2 separate regions of the Mus musculus genome follow, and region 2 is linked to region 1. The links are chromatin contacts, called in public Micro-C maps. All regions are on one chromosome and are shown on one strand. Each heading gives the region's core, a stretch centred on a gene start, on an enhancer-like site or on the middle of the called end of the contact. The rest is flanking DNA. Distances are from core to core; before and after follow the strand shown.

What was found. A called contact is a pair of places that touch in the nucleus more often than the background predicts.
Region 2: a contact with region 1 is called in a Micro-C map of muscle stem cells, with 3 times the contacts expected there. The contact joins the promoter of Tagln here to the enhancer-like site in region 1. A contact is called at or near these places in 2 of 39 promoter capture datasets (the C10 cell line and hematopoietic stem and progenitor cells), 1 of 484 Hi-C or Micro-C datasets (muscle stem cells) and 3 of 9 other capture datasets (adipose tissue, liver and pancreatic islet).

Annotation. Positions count from the first base shown.
Region 1 is chr9:45,802,311-45,804,849 of GRCm38.p6, forward strand. Cep164 (centrosomal protein 164) reads right to left here. Exons shown (of 30, transcript NM_001081373.3): 5 at 863-1,018; 6 at 333-467. Among named protein-coding and RNA genes, the nearest start is that of Cep164, 25 kb to the right of the region's middle. Within about 2 kb of position 1,266, at least 19 of the 459 cell types and tissues checked have an H3K27ac peak or open chromatin away from gene starts, as enhancers often do. A contact at or near this core is called in muscle stem cells, where this site is marked.
Region 2 is chr9:45,934,781-45,937,319 of GRCm38.p6, forward strand. Tagln (transgelin) reads right to left here and starts at 1,278. Exons shown (of 5, transcript NM_011526.5): 1 at 1,054-1,278.

The DNA.
Region 1 (2,539 bases), core at 16-2,515:
CTTACATTCTCGCTGCAGCATACTGAGTGAGAAGGGACCAGACACGAGAGAAAAACACTGTGAGCTTACTCACATGAAACATCTAGAACTGGCAAGCTCGTGGGGGAAAAAAAAAAAAAAAAACGAAAATAGGACTTGGAGGTTACCAGGGACTGAGGAAGAAGGAATGGTGTATGGTCTAGTGGCTAGAATCTGGGATTATGAACGAATTCTGAAAATGGACATACATTGTGAAGACAACTAGCACCCCCGAATCACTGTACAGTTGAAGTAAGTTACAACTCTTACGCGCACCTGCACATGCGCAAAAGGAAAGGGCCTCTCATCATTACCTGGTTGTCACTCTCCTCTTCATCCTCCTCGTTGGTCTCTTCCCCTAAAGTCAAGAGGCTGAGAGCATTCTTGCCCTCATGGACAGAAGCCAAGAGACCCTTTGCACAAGCAGCAGCCTTGAGACCCTGTGGAGGCTCCAAAACAGAGGGGAAACGGGGGACTCACCGGGAGGATCTTCAGAACGATCCTGGCAGACTCTCTCAATTCCTTAGATGGGTCCCCAGTCAAGTCCTACCATATCCATGAATCTGAGTCTGATTCATAGTTCTTACTCCCTTTCCAGTCCCCCAAGACCCCAGCCACATGGATGGGAAGATCAGCATAGGCAGCCTACAGCCCAGTCCGCCCCCCCCCACCCCTATCCCCCAATCCCCCCCAACCCCCCCCCCTTGCCAGAGTGACTCCACCCAGACTAGGTGACAAACCCTGAAGATAAAGCTTGGGTCTCAGTGGCAGACCACAGTTCCAGGTGTGACACCCAAGAGGCCCCACGGTAACAAAACACATGCACAGCAGAGAAAGGACTCACCAGCGTGGGCTCCCCAAGATGCCCAGAATCCGCTGAGCTGCCCAAGCTCACGCTCTGCGACCCACGAAGAGCAGAGGGTGGGGCATCCCCAAGGCCTCGTAAGGGAGCCAGGCCCCAAAGAGGGGCCTGGACTAGAGCTAAGGGGGAACCCAGGACCTGGGCAATAGAACACATCTTGTTACAAACCCCAGAAACCGCAAGGCTCTTGGGGTGTCGGGAGGCAGGTATAAAAATAAAGTGTCTAAATTCTGCCCGTTCGAGTTTAAAACGCCTCCGCTCGGAGGCCACTAATGAAGCGCGACATCCAGAAATACCATTGTGCCGAATGGGTGAGACTGGTTGAGAAAGGACAGGCTGACTTCCTGATTGTGCTAACTTGTGTGCTACCTCACATCTGGCAGATGCTGAGACTGGGGGCCACATGAAGAGTGAGTAGGGCGGGGAGGCAGAGATAAAACCCCAGCTACTAGAAGTTTCTTGGTGCTTAAAACTGATAAGTCAAGAAAAGCCAGTCTCAATATGCTATTGGCGAAGACGGGAGTAAATACCGGAGCAGAGCCTGGGCCTCCCAGGAGGACTCTGCACATGGGGTGGCTGCTGTGCTTAAGTGTGCGCTTTGTCACTCTCTTTGGCTTGCTCTCCCCAGTTCTCAGGAGCCAAGTGAAGGCTTCCTTCATGCCAGTGAGAACTGGAGTCAAAATCCAGGCAGGGTCACAACATGTGAACCCGGGCTACTCACTGCCCCTGACACCCCCAGTTCTTTTGTCTGCAAGAATGACGAGGATCCATGCTTGGCCCTTTGAGGTCTGCTAAGCAGCCCAAAGGAGATGAGGGGCTTCTGGAAGGGGCCCAGGACTGTAGCAACAGTACAGGGCCACTCGTATTACAGGGATGTGCACTGTGAGCGTCTGACTTAACAAAAGCAAGAAGCCAGCGCAGGAGCTGCAGAGACGGCTCACTGGTTAAGAAAGTCTGCTGATCTGCCAAGGCATCTGAGTGCATTCAGTTCCCATAACCCACTTCGGGCAGCTCGCACACAACTGCCTCCAACTCTAGTTCCAGACAATCTTTGACACCCTCTTCTGGCCTCCACAAGCACTTACAGTTGCACACACACATGCACACACACATGCACACGGTCTTACAAGAGATCAGCACAAATGTGCTGGGAACACATTACAAGTCCCTTCAAAACTTTTCTCAAATTTACAAGGTATAAAACAGAGAGAACGTATTTCGTTCCACTCTAACTCCTAAGAGTAAACTAAGAAAGGAGGATCCAAAGGTCAGAGCCCCACCACCCTCTCGGCCAGTCGACACCTGAGGTAACATATGACCCTCACCTCTGTAGATCAACGATCATCCTACCTGTGGTAGATCATCTTCGTCAGGGAGAAAAGCTACCGACACATAAAACAGGCCAGTGATACTCAACACTAGGCCCTGCTCATTCTTACAATCACCTGAGGTGGGCTCTACCACTATGGGGAGACCCCATACTTGGGTTACTTGGGTAAACGGAGGTGGGTGTGGTCAAAAACCCTGTCCAAAGTCACAGGCTTAGTTGGGCAGAGAGGGGACTGAGCTCAGTCACATCTGTCTCAGAGGAAGTGTTCTGTGTGCTCTTATGCCTATGGTAGGAAAAAGCGCTGCAAGTTTCTCCAAGTGGATTGTGAG
Region 2 (2,539 bases), core at 28-2,527, 130 kb after region 1:
AGCATTTCTGCATCCCTGAGAGATCACACCTAAATTCCAGAAGACTAGTCCTCTTATATAGATGTGGCAACAGCCCACTGACATCCTTTAGAGAGCCCCAAGGGGAACCACCAAGACCCTTTGGGAGGAACAGGGGTCCCAGGGCTGTCCAGTCCCAGTTCCAAAGCTCCTCCACCTGTCACCTATCTGTCACCTATCTGCCACCTGTCACCTATCTGCCTACAGTGGACTGACCTCCTACTTTCAAACTGGACCAAGCTGCCATGAAAAAGCAAACCTTAGCTGGGCAGTGGTGGCACACGCCTTTAATCCCAGCACTTGGGAGGCAGAGGCAGGTAGATTTCTGAGTTCGAGGCCAGCCTGGTCTAAAGAGTGAGTTCCAGAACAGCCAGGGCTACACAGAGAAACCCTGTCTAAAGAAAAGAAAGAAAAAAAGAAAAAGAAAATTAGAAAGAGAGAGTGAAAGAGAGAAAAGGAAAGAAAGAGAGAGAGAGAGAGAGAGAGAGAGAGAGAGAGAGAGAGAGAGAGAGAGAAAAGGAAAGAAAAAGCAGGCCCTATCCCAGGCTAGTCTGAAGCATTAAACTTCTGTGGTAGATGGAGCACATGCCTGCCACACATAGCGCCCTGGGGTTTGATCCCTAGCGCTACAAAAAATAAGATCTTTAGTCCTCCACTGCCTGAGGGGGCTACCTCCTGGCTCCCCCGAGTTGCATTAGCCCTGGGGACCATCAGTGGGTCACTGCTTTCCAGAACTTAGCCCCTCACCTTCTTGGAGATCCAAAGATGGAGTTGTTCCCTTGGCCTCATTTGTCACCTCTTTGGGCCTAACACATAGCCCATACACCTATGGGTGGGACAGTGACTGAAATTTGAGCCTCCCTCTCACCCCATTTATTCTTTTGCCCCAGTCAAATCATCCTAGGCATTTTAACCCAGACTTTTTGTCTAACACAGAGAATGGTCTCTAGGGACCCAATTCCACCCAGCAAACTAGAAGAGACTAGGGGATCTAATTGAGCCCACAGCCCTTCTGCTCCCATGACTTGCACTTACAAGGCTTGGTCGTTTGTGGACTGGAAGGAGAGTAGCTTCGGTGTCTGGGCTGGGGCAGACGGGCCGGGGCGCCGGCTGGGTGAGGGGTTTAAAGGCCGCCTAGGCAGTGATGTCACCCCTCTGCCGCCCGCTGGCGCCCCTCCCTGCCCATGGAAGTCTGCTTGGCTCACCACCCCGGGCCGCCCCACTCACTCCACACAGGCTCCATATTTGGGGAAAGACACCAAGTTGGAGCAGTCTGTCGGGGGCAGCCGGAGACATTCTCTGCATGCTTTGGAGATGCTGCGGGGGTCGGGGCGGGGCGGTGCTGAGGGCGGCCGGGAAAAACCTTTTATGGGCAGGACCCTGAAACCCTTCCTTGTTACCCGGACTTGGGTCTGCTCTTCAATGAGAAAGAAAGGGGGAGGCATTCTAGAGTTTGGCCCGACAAAGGAACCTGCAAGGGACAAACAAGCCACCTTCTTGCAAGGCTTTAAAATCGAGTTGGTGGGAACTAGTCTTGACTGCAGCCTGGCTGCACAACCAGGCACTATGCAAACGCCTTCCTTTCACGTTCCCCTTTATTATGAGATAGCAGTTACCACTCCATTTAACAGTTGAGAAAATTGAGGTTCAAAGTGGCCTTTCCAAGGCTACCAAGTGCATGGCAGAACATGGGTCATCCTGCCCACAGGTATGGTATGCTTCTAGCGGGTGCTTCTCTAGGGAGTGCCTTGTTTAGCAGCAAGTCAACCCTGGCCCCTTCTAGAGCGGTGACAATGGGCGGATGTTTAAGGCCTGGCAAGGCTGGAGACACTAGGGTAAGAGGACTAGGACAGTGTCACCCTCCCTCCCTTCAAAATAGTCCTTATCGTGAAAGATCCTACCACCTCAGAAAGGGTCCCCACTTATCTTGCACCTAGCTTCAGTGGTCTTGGGAAGGGACAGGTGAGACAGGCTCAGGGTTAGGGTTAAAGACAACTGCTATCACACCTGATGGTCTGAGTTCAGTACCCAAGACCAAACACAGTGGAGACAGAACCAGCTCTCCTCTGCCCCTATCTGTGCTATGTCTCACACACTCACTGAATGCAACTTCTTAAAAGGTAAGGCTTTAGTGGTGTCTCTGAGTCCCATCCCCAATTCTGGAAACCTCAGGAAACAGAGAGAGGGAGAGGGAGAGGGAGAAAGGAGTAGAGAGAGGGAAGGAGAGAACCCTCAGGCAGGGTCAGTCTCACCCAGAACTGGCTGCAGGCCAGAGAGGTGCAGCCTCAGACGCTCAATCCACTACAGCCAGCCTGGCTGGTTTAAGCTATTGGTGCATAGAACTCCAGCACCTCCTTGTGGCATCTGAAGGAAGGGTCATAATAAGCTGGAGCTCCTCTAGAGCTCTTGCTTTCCAGCCACTGATTACGTCCTGAATTCACTAGACAGGATTCCCCAAATCCCGTCCTTTTTATAATCTAAATAAAATCTCCCTCCTCGATGGGCACACGCCTTTAATCCC